5 separate regions of the Mus musculus genome follow, and regions 2, 3, 4 and 5 are each linked to region 1. The links are chromatin contacts, called in public HiChIP or PLAC-seq maps. All regions are on one chromosome and are shown on one strand. The core of a region is the stretch at or near the end of the contact, and the rest is flanking DNA. Distances in the headings are between cores, read along the strand shown. Region 1 holds the start of Ppil1 (peptidylprolyl isomerase (cyclophilin)-like 1). Region 2 overlaps Gm16191 (a long non-coding RNA gene). Region 3 holds the start of 1700030A11Rik (RIKEN cDNA 1700030A11 gene). Region 4 overlaps Pnpla1 (patatin-like phospholipase domain containing 1). Region 5 overlaps Cmtr1 (cap methyltransferase 1).

Region 1 (3,163 bases), core at 452-2,951:
GCTGTGGAAGTTAGCTGCTTTTGATGGTTTAGTGTGTGCTTCTGACATGCTGGGCAACTAAGCTCTCACTGAGCTAGAGCCCCTGCCGCTTCTCTTCTCTGTGTATATGTGTGTCTCTCTGTGTGTGTGTGTGTATTTGTGTGTCTTATGAGAAGTTTTTTTCTTCTGCTGTATGGGTCCCAGGTTGAATTCAGGTCTTCAGGTTTGGAAGCAGGTAACTTTACCCTCTGAGCCACCTTTCCGGTCCAAGAGACTGTTTTTAAAAATAATTTTCCTTAATCATGAAAAATGTCATTCTTAGGGATGGAGAAATGGTTCAGGTGCTCTGTTCCTAACCTCCATATGCCAGCTAGAGCCTGCATGTAATTCCAGTTCTGGGGGATCTGACACACTCTTCTGGCCTCTGTGGGCTCCTGTGTGCCCATACAAACCCAGATACACACACACACACACACACACAAAATAAATAAAAAATTAAAGTCTTTTTTATTTATCTGATCTTTAATGGGAGAGCCTCCCCAGAGTGTTCACCCACAGCTCTGTTGGCCTGTAAGTAAGTACCTTGCACACTACGGTTCAGATTGCTTCTCTTTAATATGCATTGCTCAATTTTCTGAAGAGCCGTAGGTTGTTAAGAGTAAGCATTTGCTCAATTTTTGCTTTGCTGTGCAGGAAGTGGGTGGGTGGGAGGGTAGATGCATCTTAGAACTCAGGAAGTCTTGTAAATATTTTCCTACTTCTTTGTTGTTAATTATGGGATGTTCAATATAAAATATACATTTCCCTCGTGGCTCACTGAACTTGGAGAGAGCTATTTGGGCTAGACTGGATGGCTAGCCAGCTCCCTGGATTCTTCCCCATGGTCTCTGCTTTCCCGGTTGCTGAGGCCGCAAGTGCATATCTACCTGGCATTTGCATGGGTCCTAGGGACCTAAATTCAAGTACTTTACCCACTAAGCCCTGTTAGGCAAGCCGTCTACTAACTGGCCTGCATTTCCAGCTCCAAGGATACCTCTCTGAGTAGTCCTAGCTATCCTGAAACTCGCTCTGTAGAAGAGACCTTGTACAGGCCTTGAACTCTGAGATCCCCCTGCCTCTGCCGCTCCAGCGCTGGGGGCGTGCACCACTATCTCCTGGGACAGTCATTTTAAGCTTTGTCTCTCTTCCCAGCCTTTTCCTCTTTCCACATGCTCTTTGCTTTTGGAGTCTGTGGGATCAGATTTGCCATGTGGCACTTAACGGCGGAGTCTCAGTTTTCTCCGCTGAAAAACGGGACTCCTGTCATCCACAGGATTGCTTTAAGGAATAGACGCTGGGCGTGGTGGTGCACGCCTTAAATCCCAGCACTCGGCAGACAGAAGCAGGCAGATCTTTTTGAGTTCAAAGCCAGCCAGGGGCATCACCCAAGTCTGGGAACTAGGAAATTCTCCAGCCCTCCAATCAGAGTGAAGAAGGTTGTTCCCGCCTTCCGCGCCAAAACAGACCAATCACTGTTCCGGAGCGTGGCGCGAATCGCCCCTGGAGAATCTTGCACTTGTCTGAGTTCCTGCACTGAGCATTTCGACTTGCAACCCTCTTCCCAGCCTAGAAAGAAGGATCCTTCGTCATTCTTGTCCCAGCGCCCTAAATCCTGTCAAGCAAACGGGCGGATCGGCGGGAACCGGAAGTGTGTGCCCAGGGGCGGGTCCCGGGTTAACTCCGCCGGAAGTAGTGATTGCTAGCGGGGGGGATACCTTCGCTCAGCATGGCGGCGATTCCCCCAGACACCTGGCAGCCGCCCAACGTCTACCTGGAGACTAGGTGAGGGTTGGAGGTGGGGGAGGAATTGGTGGAGGGGACGCGGGTTCGTGCCGCAGTGGCCGGCCTGACTCGCAGGTTGCCCGCACGCACAGAGCTGCGGCCGGGAGTACCTGTAAGTTCTGAAGGGACCTCAGGGGAGCCCCTCCAACATCCCGGAGACCTCGACGATTTCTATCTGCTGTCCTTTCCCCACGACGTTTATTAGTTCATTTACCTATATCCACCTTCCATCTTCATTCATTCATTCACTCACTCACTCATTTTTTTTCTCAACAAGTGTGTGTTGATCACACAAGCCATGCGCGTAGGACCTGGATTTTTGAAAACACAAATCTGGATTATGGTGAAGGAGACAGATGTGTAAACATCACGGGACAAGTAGAGTTGTCTGAACAAATTTCTTTGGAAGTAGAAGAAAATTTATTTTCTCCAAAATCCAAGAGTGATCTTTGAGCTGGGGATGCCCGAGGCCCCAAGCTCGGGCTACAGCACCATATATACTCGGTGTGGTTGCACAAGCCTGTAATCCTAGCACTCTGGAGGTGGAAGCAGGAGGATCAGAAGTCCAGGGGCTGGGCTGGGCTGGATAGAATAGACTGCTTACCTAACATTCTATTATATTTATATTAATATATAAAATTAAGCCACCTCCTAGTGCCTTGCCTCCCTTGTGTGTGATTGCGCTCAGTTTACTATTGCTAGCAGCTCCTGTCCCGAAGGCTTTGTATCACACACACCCCTCCAGTTTTAGCAGAGAAATGGTGCATTTTATAGATTTACCTGCAACCTGGTTTTCATACTGATTGAAGGGAACCCTGCTTGGAGCCTGGTCTGCCCTGTCTACTGACTTGAGCCCCATTTTGTCTGCCCTTGGCTCCTGAGTGTAGACATTAGGAAGGCACGCACCACTGCTCTCGCTCCCAGTTCTACAGAGTGCTCACATTGCTGGACCTCCTGAACCTGGGCCATACAGATTCTCCCCAGAGCTCAGTGGGTAATGTACAGCAGGAGCCCCCTGCCTTGTTTTATCCTTAAAGGCACTAAGAGAAGAGAATAAAAGCACTCGTATGGGTGTATGTGGACATTTGAAGTAACCAGCCTATTTGCTTTACACATTCTCTTTAGATTTGATTTTTTTTAAAGATATATTTATTTATTTTATTTATATGAGTACACTGTACCTGTCTTCAGACACACCAGAAGAGGACATCAGATCCCATTACAGATGGTTGTGAGCCACCATGTGGTTGCTGGGAATTGAATTCAGGACCTCTGGGAGAGCATCTCTCCACTGAGCCATCTCTCCAGCCCTAGATTTGTCTTTTAATTATGTGTGTGTGCACATGAGTTCAGAGGCCAGAGG
Region 2 (3,167 bases), core at 407-2,906, 330 kb after region 1:
GTGAGGGTCTGAATCAAGCTGGCTTTTGCATGAGAATCCACCTCATTTGTCAGCTCCATACTCTGGGGTCCCACCACCTCAACAGTGGTTGACAGATCTCCTGGGGGCTGTATCTACTCAAGGGCCATCCATGCAGGAAATGTATTCAAGGGTATGTGTGTGTGGTCCTTGTCACCTTGTGCCTGGGGTGGAGGGAGCCACTCAGGTTGAAACAGAGCCTCAAAACAAAAAAAGGAAAGAAAGAAAGAAAGAAAGAAAGAAAGAAAGAAAGAAAGAAAGAAAGAAAGCAAGCAAGCAAGCATCTGTGAGGTGCTTTGGAGCCCTCAGAATCAGGAGAGTCGTCTGTAGGCGGAGCTCTCGTCTGTAGGCGGAGCTCTCGTCTGTAGGCGGAGCTCTCGTCTGTAGGCGGAGCTCTGGTAGAAACTGAACCTATGGCCTCTGATTCCATGACTCATGTTTATTGAAACATCTGAGAAGACTCAGACCACAACATTGTGACCCTTCGTAAACATGTAACTGTTTTAGAACTAGGTCACTCACACTGACTGATTCACTGTCCCATCCGCGTCTAAATAAGCGAATGACCAGCACCAGACAGAGGCTAGACTTCCTGTGCACCGCTGGTGTGATACTATCAGCTCCGCACACTTCTGACATTTGTACCTTTCACCCACCTTATCCTCTCCTGCATCTCCAGCTCCCTTTGTGTGCCTTTGTACATGTGTGTGCGGGAGCGTGCAGAGGCCAGAAAAGAGCATCCCCACCCCAGCAGCTGGAGTCACAGCTGCCCAGCATGGGTGCTGGGAAGCAGACTCAGGTCTCCCGCAAAAGCAGTGTGTGTGTGCTCTTAAGCTGAGCCTTCCCTACAGTGCCCAGCTCAAGAATTCTTGTACTTGTGAGTCACCTTTGGATCAGAAATATAAGAGTAAAGCATGGAGCTGAGTCCATCCCTCTAAACTGACAAAGGTTTGAAGTGACTATTGAAAACCAGTGTGTCTGAGCAATCCTAATAATAACTAATATTTATGGAATACGTGCTCTTGGTGTGTGTGGCTGCTCCCAAGCCTCCTTCCCTGGAGCAATGTCCCCAGAGACATCCCAGTTTCCACACAGGGGACATCTTTGTGGAATGTCCGTAAAGTTAAATATGACTGGGCTGGAGAGATGGCTCAGCGGTTAAGGGCACTGACTGCTCTTCCAGAGGTCCTGAGTTCAATTCCCAGCAATCACATGGTGGCTCACAGCCATCTGTAATGAGATCTGATGCCCTCTTCTGGTGTGTCTAAAGACAGCTACAGTGTACTTACATATAATAAATAAGTAAATCTTAAAAAGCAACAACAACAACTATGACTGACCAGAAAAGAATCGTCAGCAAAGCCTGTGGGGACCAAGCCATCAATCAGAGTCTCGGATCAGAGTGACACACGAGAAGCCAAGGACCGTGGTAACTGGTAAACAAGGTTCACCCGAGCAGAGGAGAGAGCAGTAATGGAGGGTCACATAACAGAGAAGAGGGAGGTGACCTCTCATCCAGCCCTGCTCAGGATACCAGGAAGTGGGGCCTCCTTGGGGACACCCCTGACTGAGCTCTCCAGCTGGGCCAAACAGCTTCTGGTTTCCCTAGCTCTGGCCTCTGCCCAGACAACTCCAAGAGCTGGAAGCCAGCCAGCTGGAAAATCATCAGCCAGCAGGCCAGCAGGAATCTCAAACAAAGAGGAGGGGACCTGGGGTTGTAGCTCTGGTGGCAGAGGCCTTACTGAGCACATGGGAAGCCCTGCTTCCTTCCCAGTGCCATTTAAAGTAGGCGCGGAGTAGGGCAGTAGAGGCAGACCGTAAATTCAGGATCATCTCGGGTTACAGATCACGCACAGAGTTTTGCCTTGCTCGGGGTGACTCCATTTCACAAGCAACATTTGACTCCAACTTGGAGTGTAAACACCGAGACGGAGTGACGCTGCACTCTGACAGAAATGAACACAACGCCATCTGTCGGTACCACCCACAAGGAACAAACTGATAACTTAAAAATAGAAAGGGCCCCCGCCCTGTTTATCAAAGCAAATTGGGATATGGGTGTGTCCCAGACGTGTCAGAGGAACAAGGTCCAAAGATGGGGGTACAACAACTCCCTGTCAACCCCATAGAGGAGGGCAACCAACACATACACCAAGGGACCCCAACAGGAAGGACAGACAGAGTTCCCCAGTGCCCTGGCCTGAACTGAGCTTGCTCCCCACTTGTAGACATGGCCTGGCCCAGGTGCCGCCTTAGTTCGTATGAAACTTGTTCTGGGGCTGGAGAGATGGCTCAGTGGTTAAGGGCACTGACTGCTCTTCCAGAGGTCCTGAGTTCAATTCCCAGCAACCACATGGTAGCTCACAACCATCCATAATGAGATCTGTTGCCCTCGTCTAGAGTGTCTGAAGACAGCTACAGTGTACTTACATATAATAAATACATAAATCTTTTAAAAATTATTTAAAAAAAAAGCAGCAGCTTGTTCTAGCCCTTGCCCCCTCACCCTGCTCCACCTCCCCTCTGAAGCTTGACTGTGCTCCCCCCAATCCCTGTGCCACCTTGGCACCTCCAGGGGAGCACTTCAGTATCTCCAGGGGAGCACTTTTCTCATCCTCTCCTGACACTCTTTTATTGTGGGGAGTGGACAGAACTATCTTGGTTTTCTTTTCTTTCTTTCTTTCTTTTTTTTTTTTCCAGACAGGGTTTCTCTGTGTAGCCCTGGCTGTCCTGGAACTCACTCTGTAGACCAGGCTGGCCTCAGAAATCCACCTTGCCTCTGCCTCCCAACTGCTGGGATTAAAGGTGTGTGCCACCACCACCTGGCTTAGTTTTTCTTAAGATGTACTTACTTCCGTGTTTGTGTCTGTGTGAGTGCTTGCCTTGCGTGTGCCGGTGTCAGTAGGGGTTAGAGGAAAGCCTTGCACCCCCTGGAACTGGAGTGAAAGCAAACTATGGGCTAGCAACAGAAGTCAGGTCCTCTGCAAGAGCAGCCATTGCCCTCATTTCTCCACAGCCCCCCCAAACCCCTGTCTGTCAGCTTCTCAGGGATGGCTTTGCTGTAGCCTTTCTGTAACCCACATATACACTCAGATCGCTGCTGTAGGATATGGAATGGGGGGGGGTCTGAGGATTAATATTAGTTGTTA
Region 3 (3,432 bases), core at 799-3,298, 360 kb after region 1:
CTATCTACCTATTTCATCTATTCTATCTAATCTATCATCTAGTCTATCTATCATCTATCCATCCATCTATCTATCTATCTATCTATCTATCTATCTATCTATCTATCTATCTATTCATCCATCCATCCATCCATCCATCCATCCATCTATCCATCCACCCATCTATTATCTATCACCAATTCTATTTTATATATTTATATCTTATCTATCTAACCTATCTAATCTATCATCTTATCTATCCATTCATCTATTATGTCTATCTTTATCTATCTATTATACCTACCACCTATCTATTGAATAGAGACTAAAGGTGTAGTTAGACAGGGACCCTGTGTTAGCAGGTAAAAGGTCTTGGGCTTAACTAAACAAGGCAGCTACATGGAAAAATGGAAAGAACTGTCCAACGGCCACAGTGAGGAGCCTTCAGTGTGCTCTGAATCTTCTTGCAGAATTACAGGGAATAAAACGAAGCTTCATCCATACAGACTTAAACACCCGTCTCTCAGTAGTGCGTCCAACCTCATACACAATCAGAACACCTCACAATACCCTCTTCATTTAATTGTCTAAAAACGAGGGCGGCATTTTTAAAGGCAGGGTATGCAAGGGATGGAAAGGCATTTCTGTGGCCAGTTTGTAAGGTATTTACTTTACCATTGCCTTGCCTGAGAGGAAAATGAACTGTAGATAGTGTCAGGAAACAGGAAGCCGGGGGCAGAGTCGCTTGTTAGTTTGACATTTCATGCAAACAGACCTTTGGGGTGCAGCTAGTGGAGTGGGCACATCACCCTTGTGTAAGGCAAAACAAGCCACCCAAGGAAATGTTCTGGTGTGAGGAGTAGTGGAAGCAGCCATGGGGCAGGTCCAGTGTGACCTGTGGAGCGCCAGCTGATGTCCTCTCTGTGCCTTAGGATAGGGACCTGTTATTATGTGGGGCTGGAAGACTTGGAATCAGCCTTGGGAAATGTTTCTAACTCCTGCTCCTTTGTTTGATGTCCTGACAGCCCATGAGAGATTGTGACCCATATTTCGCAGGGAAAGCTGTAAAGATCCGGAGGGGAAAGTGATTTAGCCACTACCAATTCAAAGTTCCCAGATCTAGAAAGCTCAGTTGACAGGGCAGGTGGACATCGGGCCTTAAATCCCTGCATAAAACATCATGCTTTGGGCTGTGAGATGGCTCAGAGGGTAAAGGCATGTTCCAGCAAGCCCCGATGATGTGAGTTTGATTCCTGGGACCCATATAATAAAAGGAGAGAACTGGCTTCCGAGAGATATCCTCTGATCGCCACATGTGTTTCTCTTCTCCCTAATAATTGAATTATAAAAAATTAACACATTTAAAAAGTCATACTTTGCCTCAAAAATACTTTCCCATATTCAGTCAGGATGGTGGGGGATGAGAGGGTCTTTGGGTATTGGGGGGGGATGGGAGGGTCTTTGGGTATTGGGGAACCTCAATCCTGAGGGATCCAGGCTGGTTTCGTTCTCCCTGGGAGTCCAGATCTGGATACTGTCTGCATACCTAGGAGTGGTGGGACCCATGCTCTCTTGCAGAGGATGATGTCATCTGGCAGATTGTGGAATTGCTCAAGAAAGCTGGAGACCAACTGGAAGAAGAGGTGAGGAGGCGCAGGCATCAGAGAGCGCCTGCAGAGCTGCTGCAGCTCCCGGTTCGTGCCCCGCCTCCCCGTCCAGTTAGCCCCACTCCCTAATTCCAGAAGCCACCTCCCGCTCTGGGTCGGCCCTGTCTGGGGTTGCCTTTCGCCTCTCCTCAAGGCCAGGGATCTAACCCAGTTTCTTTCTCCTCCCCACAGCAAGTGCAAATCCCTCAGCCAGAAGCGGTTCCTCCACGAAAGCCAACGCCACTCCCCAGGAAGAAATCCCAGGAGAAGAAGTCCAGCCTGAAGAGAGTCTTATCCCTCAAGAAGCCTGCCTCTGAGGAACCCAAGAGAGTCGGCACAGCCACTACCCTGGGCCCAGAAACCCGGCCCAAGAGGCCCAGCTTCCTACCCCTGTGTGTTAGTAGCCAGCGAGCTTCCACCTCCAGCAGCCTTGGTAAGCAGGCTCTAGCAGTTGCCATAGCAACTGCAGCTGCCTCCTGCTCTGGAATCTTTCTGATGCCCACACTATGCCTTGAGCAGTGTAGGGAGGATGGAGATGGAGAAGAGATCAAAGCTTTTCCCCTCCACATGGTCTCACTTGGGTACAAGTGGGATCCCTCAGAGCCAGAGCCGGAGGGAGAAGGGCTGGTCTCGTTGGCTCTTCGTGGGCGTTAGGGTGGATGGGGGCTAGACTTGTATGACACCGTTGTCAGGAGAGCGTGGATTTGGGGTCATAAGAGGAGAGATTTTCATGCAAGGCGGTTTAGGCCATGGCTCTTCTTCATTCGTGGCACGGAGCCAGGCACCTTCTGCCCCCTAGTGGACCAACCGAAAACAGCGGCTAGGTAAGGAAACCCCATGGAAAGAAAAAGAGAAGCCAAGGAAAGACAGTTCTTTTCATGCAGAGAGCATGGTCGGGGTCCGCAAACAGAGCCCCAGACCCGGCATAGCCTTGCAAGCCTTGCAGAGCCCACGGGTGGCGTACACTGGCACCTGCCCAGGCTCAGGTTGCTGGGCGTGGCTGACACACACACTGACTGTGACTTTCTGCTTCCCAGACTTGGAGGCGCCTGAGTTCCAAGAGGTCCCGTCTGTAGATGGTGGAGGCTCCCATCCCTCTGAGCTCCACACACCAGCTGCCATATTTCAGGGACCCGAGGAGAAGCCACTGCTGGACAGAGCCTCCGAATCCAGTTAGTCCCTTGCCCCTCAGAAACACCCCCCTCCGCCACCCCTACCCCCCCACCTCCAGCAAATAGCCCATCTGTCTAGACTCTGCCATTTGGAAAGGGCAAGTTGAGGCAGAGCGAGGGAGGCCAAGGCCTATTTCAGTCTCTCTGTGGGAGGCCTCGGGCTGTGGAGACAGCACATTTCACCCGTTAGCCTCAGTTTCCCCATTTTGCAAGGCTGGACCTTGAGATTTGCTGGAAGTTCTAATTGAATGACTGCCTGTAAGGTATAGCAGGGTCGGCCTGTCAGCCAACAGGTTGTGTTGCTACCGAGCGTGGTTATTGCCGTTAGGTGGGCGGCTGAGAGCTGCCGTGGTGCCAGGAAGGGGCTGAGAACACAGAAGGGAGGTTTCCATACAGTTATCGGTTTTATTATTATTATTATTTGTTTTTGTTCGAGACAGGATTTCTCTGCATAGTCCTGGCTGTCCTGGAACTCACTCTGTAGACCAGGTTGGCCTCGAACTCAGAAATCTGCCTGCCTCTGCCTCCCAAGTGCTGGGATTAAAGGCTTGCGCCACCACTGCCCGGGTTTTTTTTTTTTTTTAAAGATTTATTTATTTACTTATTTTATGTATGTGAGTATACTGTCACGTTTC
Region 4 (2,975 bases), core at 29-2,528, 380 kb after region 1:
CTACGCCCCCAATGTCCTAGAACAGGTTGTACCCAGTGTGTGCTGGAGTGAGGGAGAGGGGTGGTATCGCCCCATGGACAGGTATACCCACATAGCGTCCCACTGCGGGAGAGAGAAGAGGGCACCGAGCGTGAGCGGCTGCCCCACAGACTAGGTGATACCCAGGCAGCGGAAAGCGCAGAAACCTCACTTAGCTGGGGCCCCTCCCCTGAGCAAAGGAGAGAACAGTCCTGAGGAAAGAGAAACTTACACCAGCAGAGGCTTGTGGGGGGCTTTCTTCCCGGTACCCGGTGCTGCCGAGCCTGTCAGCTGTGATAAGGCGGGAGACCCTGTAGCTGGAGGGAACACCGGAGTTAAAAGAGCAGGTAGTGGGTACTGACTGGGTCATTTTGCAAATAACAATGGTGAGTGTGTCTGAGAGCGAAGGGCGAGGATGCCAGTTGTAGTGGCTCAGCACCCCTTTAGTCCCAGTACTCGGGAGACAGAAGCAGGTGGATTTCAGAGTTTGAGGCTTGCCTGGTTTACATAGTGAGAGGCAGACTATCCAGGAACCCAATAGTGAGATGCTCTTGTTAAAGGAATTTTATTTTATTTTATTTTATTTGGTTTCTTTTTCTTTTTCCAGTTCTTCGAGGCTGGGTTTCTCTGTGTAGCTTTGGCTATCCTGGAACGAACGCACTCTATAGTCCAGGCTGACCTCAAACTCTGAGATCCACCTGCCTCTGCCTCCCCAGAGCTTACAGCTGCTTGTAACTGTAACTCCAGGGGATCCAGCGCCCTCTTCTGACATCTTTGGTACCAGGTATGGATGTGAACAAGGCACAGAAATATGCACACGAACTTAGTAAACAGAAACTTTTTTTTTTTTCAGACAGGATCTCTCTACGTAGCCCTGGCTGTCCTGTATCCTGATCTAGTTTGTGAACACTAGGCTGGCCATGAACTTCGAGATCTGCTTGCTTTTGCCTCAAAAGTGCTAAGACTAAAGGCAGGGGCCAGCGCATCCAGCAAACATAATTTTTTTTAAACCATTGTGATTTTTTAAAAATTGTATGAGCTGTGGGAGGAATCTCACTAATCCCCAACAAATCAAAATTCAAAACACGTCTGGATGTAGGCATGTACGAATATTTCAAAGAATGAGATTATTTTTAAATAATAAGCAAACAAGCAAGGAAGCAATAAAACCAGCAAAGAATGCTCTCCTCGTATTTAAGAGTCAAGTTATCACATCAGTGGATCTGATGCAGACGGAAGGCTGCAGCTGCTGTGGGCAGACGCCACTGTTCCCGCCCCGTGGTGACGTCAGAGGGCGGGGCCTGAACATCCACCAGCGCGAGGGAGTAAACCACCACCTTGGAATGAAGATTATTATTAGGACCAGTGTGTATATCTCGAGTGAGTGTTCAAATGGAGTCAAAGATGGATACTGGGTGTAGTCCTCAACTGATTTGGGTTTGGTTTTGTGGTTTTTTGGTTTTTTTCAAGACAGGGTTTCTCTGTGTACCCCGATTGTTCTGTAACTTGCTGTATAGACCAGGGTGGCCTTACTCTAAAGAGATCTGCTTGCCTCTGCCTCACAAGGGCTGGAATTATATATTTAATTAAAAATACTTTTTTAAGGCTCATCAGTCATCAAGCTCCAGAGATCTGCCTGTCTTCCTGTCCTCAGCGCTAGAGTTACAGACATGGGCCGCTGTACCAAGCTTTTATGCGGGTTCTGGGGATAAAACTCTGGTTCTCATGAGTTTATTTTTATTGGTTAAAATTTTGTATAAATTGTATGAGTTATAAATATAAATGGCTCTATTATAAGCCTTTAATATCAATATTAAATTTATTTTATTTTATTTAAGATTTAGTGGGTTTGTTTGGTTTTTTTTAGTTGTGTAAATGGGAGGTGTGTGCAAGAGTAGGTGCCCATGGGATCCAGAAGAGGGGACAGACATGCTTTTGAGCCACCCAGTGTCCTGTCCTGGCCACCAAACTGAACTCTGGTCCTCTAAGAGAACAGCAATAGCTCTTAACCACTGCACCATCTCACCAGCCTCTTGGTGGTGGTTTTTGCTGCCAGGGGGAGGGGCTGAGCTTCAAGGTGCAAGGTGTGGAGGCTGCTCAGGTAGATGGCTAATGTCACCCTCAGAACTGGTGTTTCTCGGTTCCGCCAGAGCAGGGAGGGTCATACCTGTGGGTCGTTCTGGGCCTAGATCCTCCACAGGTGGCCCAGCAGGTGGTGTTGAAGGACTTAGGGGCGGAAGTCCAAGTGTTGCCCTGGATGCTGTGGCTCCCTGGGAAGATCTGAGCAGCAGTCTAGGGGACTCGGGTGACCCAATAGGCACAGAGGATCCAGTCTTTGAGCCTCGTGAGTCTGCAGCTGGGAGCAACACAGGTGGCAAGGTAGTTGTGCTCTGCTCGTCAGTGGCAGAGGCCAGAGCATCCTTCATTCCTCGTTCTGTGGCAGAGTCCAGGGCACCCTTCACTCCTCGCTCCGGGTTTGGAGTTTGAACATTTATTGGGCAACTGTCCCTGGGGCCAGTGGGCCTCATTACTGGGACCGGCTGGGCTGGGGATAATGGCGATACAGATGGTTGCTTGGATATAGAGACCCGTAGTGACACGGGTGATTCCACAGACTCCTTGCACCCAGATTCAGGTGTCTGCACTGAGGGGGCGGCTGAGGAATGGCTGTCCTTTCTGTCCTTTTTGGGAGACCCCTGTGCATGGGTTTGTGAGGAGTCTGCTGGGCTTCTCCTCAGGGCTGGCAGGTTCTGCAGACTCGGAGGTGGGGGCTCATGGCCAAGGGCGACCTCTATCTGGCAGTATACTTCAACCCTCGGGAAAATCACTCTCTTGCTGGGAGAGTCAAGGTACGCTGCATCTAAGAGAAACAAGCCACACACAGCAGCGCATCAGATCTGATGTGCACATAGTGTAGTATGGGTGTGTCTGCAAAATCTACATAAATATGATACATG
Region 5 (3,128 bases), core at 318-2,817, 410 kb before region 1:
AAAGCTGCTGCTGACCTTGGTGGTCATCCCATTGTACTGGTATATCCAATGGCCTCTCCTGTCCTCTCAAAAGTGCCAAGCCTCTGCTGCTGTCTATGACCCCTTCGTGTCTTTAAAACCAGGACTACGGGCTAGAGAGATGGCTCAGTGATCAAGGGCGCTAACTGCTCTTCCAGAGGACCCAGGTTCAAATCCCAGCACCCACATGGCAACTCGCAAGCAAATACCAATGCACATAAAATGGAAAAACAGCAACAGGACCACATGAAAGAAACTTACACATTATCAAAGCCAAAATGAACTATAGATTCGGTCACCTCTCAGCCACAGCCTCTGTGTGCTGACCCTGAGATAATAACTCCCAGAAGATTTCCCCTCAGTGATGCTGGTCTCCAGTTAATCACAGCTGATTCTCAGTTCCAGCTACTCAGCATCAATTGTTCCAAGTGAAGCAGTTCCACTTGAGTGGTGCTGAGCCCTTCTGAATCATAGCCAGTTATCAGTCACATCTAACCACAACTACAGATTCTTAATTCAAATTTCACAAACATAACCAATTCCCCCTAGAGTTTTTAAGGAACTGTCAAACTTCCCTCTGGAACTTCCCAAGCCGGGCCTCCACCGTTGGCACAGCTCTCAGCATCACCTTCCAAGTTCTCACACAGCTCAATAAGCTCTGAACACTCAGTAGCATTTCCTGCCCAATGTTCCAAACTCCTTCCACAATCCTCCCCCAAGACAACATGGTCAGGTCAGTTACAGCAATACCCTGTCACCCTAGCAGCAAGTTCTATTCTAATTTGCTTTTCTGCTGCTGTGATACTGTGACCAAAAGCAACTCAGGCAGACCTCTGAGCTCGAGGCCAGCCTGGTCTACAGAGTTCCTAGTACAGTCAGGGTTACAGAGAAAAGCCTTGCTCCAAAGAAAACAAACAAACAAACAAACAAACCCACATGCACATATGAGAGCAGGGCTCTCAGAGTCCAGACAAGGTGTTGGATCCCCATGAGAGAGATCTAGGCCTTTGTGAGCTGCCCAAGTAATCTGTCCTGCCCTTATCTTCTTATACCTTTTAAATGTATAAGAACCACATAAACATATATTATTTATCAAACTATAAGATACTTTTAAATTAACTTAGCAATTCCCTTGAGGAAAATGAAGGTCGCTGAGCCAAAGCTAGGCACAGTGGCATGTGCCCATGGTCCTAACACCCTGGAGCCTAAGGCAAGAATATCTTCACTTCAGGCTGTGGGGGGTGGGGGGGGCCTGGTGCTGTGGAAATCCAAAGACAGAGCAAAGGCTCCATTACACAGCTCTGTACTGAACCAAGGTGGTCACTGTTCAGTCTACAATGTGAAACTTACATGATTCTCAAGCTTACCAACGTCACCCTCTGTAGCAGAGACTCACACTTGCGTCTCTCCCTCACACACCTTCGTCTCCCCGCACCCCCCCATGCCTACCCAGCTCTCCTGTCCACTGGGTCCAGTAATAAGTCATCCTACCATCAGCAGGGCATCCAGTGTGTGAGTTAAAGCCACTTCTTGCCACATGTTACACAAAGGTCAGGATTACTCATAAAGAGCAGGAACTCTGCCACAGCCAACACTGTATCTCTAACACTCAGGGTGAGGCTTCATTTAGTAGAAATGACTTAAATCAGCCAGCTGTTGCCTTATCTGAGGCCCTACTAAGTATATGCTGTGATGCTTTGTATATGCCTGGGCCAGGGAGTGGCACTATTAGGAGGTGTGGCCTTGTTGGAGTGGGTGTGGGTGTGTCACTCACCCTAGCTGCTTGGAAGCCAGAATTCTACTAGCAGCCTTCAGATGAAGATGGAGAACTCTCAGGTCCTCCTGCACCACGTCTGCCTGGATGCTGCCATGGTGATAATGAACTGAACCTTTGAAGCTTTGAACAATTAAATGTTGTCCTTATGAGAGTTGCCTTAGCCATAGTGTCTGTGCACAGCAGGAAACCCTGACGATGACAATATGCCTCAAGTTATTTCCTGGTACAAGAAGTGCCAGCTGTTCAAACCTCAAAAGACGAGGACAGAATACATCGCACAAATAACCTGGCCTTCCTCAAACCATGCCTAACCCCAATTTCACCACCAGTCTGAAATACAATAGATACATCAGAGGCCAATAAGATGGCTCAGCAAGTAGAGGTGTTTGCCATCAAGCCTAAGGGTCTGAGTCCTAACACTGAAACCCCAGCAAGAGGGGAGGATCAATGCCCACTGACTGTCCTTTGTCCTCCACATGCCATTATACAAGCCCCCAACTAATACACCCCCCCACAACAACAACAACAACAACAACAACAACAACAAAAATGTAAAAAATAAGTACAAAGAAATGTAATTTAAAAAACTAGGCCACCATGCCTTTAATTCCAGCACTCAGGAGGCAGAGGCAAGCAGGTCTCTTGAGTTTGAGGCCAGTCTGGTCTACAGATCAAGTTCAAGGACAGCCAGGAGTACACAGAGAAACCCTGTCTGAGGGGTGGAGGGGAGCCTAGAGGAAATGAGATATGAGAGCTCACAGCGCTGATCTTATTTACTGTATCAGACAACTGGGGCTGCTAATATAGCGCAGTGTTAGAGCAGTGCTTGCCACATACACGGGCCTGAATTGGATCCTTAGTGCTTACATAAAAAAACAAGATGCTGCTTGTCTAGATCATACAACTCCGTAGTTTCAGAACCTGTTCTATGAGAGGTCTAAAGAATATTAACATTTTGCAAAAGAAAAAGGCCAGTAAACGCATGGACAAAAAATAAAAAATAAAAACCCACAACATTCAAAATACACCCAAAATATACTCAAAACTGTGTTTTCTATACCAATCCTATAGTAAGGAGAAATTTCAAAGAGGCATGAAATCTGCCCTTTCCCATTAAGATGGCTGCCTAATTTTCTTAATAAGGAAGTATCTTGCTTAAATCCACCAATGTAGCACAAGGCACAGTGGCAGAGTGCTACTCTGGAGAACCAGAACATTAACAACACGTAACCATGGAAACAGAGAGATGAGGTGATATTTATTTTCCATTTTATACTGTCCTGCAAAAATTAAGGTGAAAAAAGCCTACATGGCTCTAAAGGATTACCACTCC

What was found. HiChIP or PLAC-seq counts read pairs in DNA pulled down with a chosen protein or histone mark.
Region 2: a contact with region 1 is called in an H3K27ac HiChIP or PLAC-seq map of embryonic stem cells, with 2.2 times the contacts expected there. The contact joins the enhancer-like site here to the promoter of Ppil1 in region 1. A contact is called at or near these places in 4 of 39 promoter capture datasets (liver, pre-B cells, second pharyngeal arch cranial neural crest and 1 more), 6 of 115 datasets of contacts at active chromatin or transcription factors (the 230-238 cell line, bone marrow-derived macrophages, embryonic stem cells and 2 more) and 1 of 9 other capture datasets (adipose tissue).
Region 3: a contact with region 1 is called in an H3K4me3 HiChIP or PLAC-seq map of pro-B cells, with 3 times the contacts expected there. The contact joins the promoter of 1700030A11Rik here to the promoter of Ppil1 in region 1. A contact is called at or near these places in 6 of 39 promoter capture datasets (the 3T3-L1 cell line, 3T3-L1-derived adipocytes, the HPC-7 cell line and 2 more), 3 of 484 Hi-C or Micro-C datasets (B cells, the G1E-ER4 cell line and olfactory sensory neurons), 10 of 115 datasets of contacts at active chromatin or transcription factors (bone marrow-derived macrophages, embryonic limb bud, embryonic stem cells and 7 more) and 2 of 9 other capture datasets (embryonic stem cells and pancreatic islet).
Region 4: a contact with region 1 is called in an H3K4me3 HiChIP or PLAC-seq map of bone marrow-derived macrophages, with 4 times the contacts expected there. The contact joins the enhancer-like site here to the promoter of Ppil1 in region 1. A contact is called at or near these places in 1 of 39 promoter capture datasets (pre-B cells), 2 of 484 Hi-C or Micro-C datasets (B cells and the Ba/F3 cell line), 7 of 115 datasets of contacts at active chromatin or transcription factors (bone marrow-derived macrophages, embryonic stem cells, epiblast stem cells and 3 more) and 1 of 9 other capture datasets (liver).
Region 5: an H3K4me3 HiChIP or PLAC-seq map of bone marrow-derived macrophages shows a contact between it and region 1, with 3 times the contacts expected there. The contact joins the enhancer-like site here to the promoter of Ppil1 in region 1. A contact is called at or near these places in 1 of 39 promoter capture datasets (erythroid cells), 1 of 484 Hi-C or Micro-C datasets (embryonic stem cells), 3 of 115 datasets of contacts at active chromatin or transcription factors (bone marrow-derived macrophages, effector CD8 T cells and memory CD8 T cells) and 2 of 9 other capture datasets (adipose tissue and pancreatic islet).

What each region holds. Positions count from the first base shown.
Region 1 is chr17:29,262,509-29,265,671 of GRCm38.p6, reverse strand. Ppil1 (peptidylprolyl isomerase (cyclophilin)-like 1) reads left to right here and starts at 1,701. Exons shown (of 4, transcript NM_026845.4): 1 at 1,701-1,800. The coding sequence starts at 1,745.
Region 2 is chr17:28,929,365-28,932,531 of GRCm38.p6, reverse strand. All of the region lies in intron 1 of Gm16191 (a long non-coding RNA gene), which reads right to left. Among named protein-coding and RNA genes, the nearest start is that of Gm16191, 5.7 kb to the right of the region's middle. Within about 2 kb of position 1,656, at least 214 of the 459 cell types and tissues checked have an H3K27ac peak or open chromatin away from gene starts, as enhancers often do. A contact at or near this core is called in adipose tissue, embryonic stem cells, epiblast stem cells and 2 more, where this site is marked.
Region 3 is chr17:28,903,881-28,907,312 of GRCm38.p6, reverse strand. 1700030A11Rik (RIKEN cDNA 1700030A11 gene) reads right to left here and starts at 2,048. Exons shown (of 3, transcript NR_045457.1): 1 at 2,014-2,048; 2 at 1,526-1,610; 3 at 542-1,309. It overlaps Bnip5 (BCL2 interacting protein 5), which reads left to right. Exons shown (of 12, transcript NM_172450.3): 4 at 1,558-1,622; 5 at 1,818-2,058; 6 at 2,663-2,797.
Region 4 is chr17:28,880,839-28,883,813 of GRCm38.p6, reverse strand. Pnpla1 (patatin-like phospholipase domain containing 1) reads right to left here. Exons shown (of 10, transcript NM_001034885.3): 6 at 2,186-2,878; 7 at 251-335. Among named protein-coding and RNA genes, the nearest start is that of 1700030A11Rik, 23 kb to the left of the region's middle. Within about 2 kb of position 1,278, at least 30 of the 459 cell types and tissues checked have an H3K27ac peak or open chromatin away from gene starts, as enhancers often do. A contact at or near this core is called in B cells and bone marrow-derived macrophages, where this site is marked.
Region 5 is chr17:29,668,665-29,671,792 of GRCm38.p6, reverse strand. The region is part of intron 2 of Cmtr1 (cap methyltransferase 1); the gene reads right to left. The region is part of intron 7 of Gm28043 (predicted gene, 28043); the gene reads right to left. Among named protein-coding and RNA genes, the nearest start is that of Cmtr1, 9.6 kb to the right of the region's middle. Within about 2 kb of position 1,567, at least 54 of the 459 cell types and tissues checked have an H3K27ac peak or open chromatin away from gene starts, as enhancers often do. A contact at or near this core is called in bone marrow-derived macrophages and memory CD8 T cells, where this site is marked.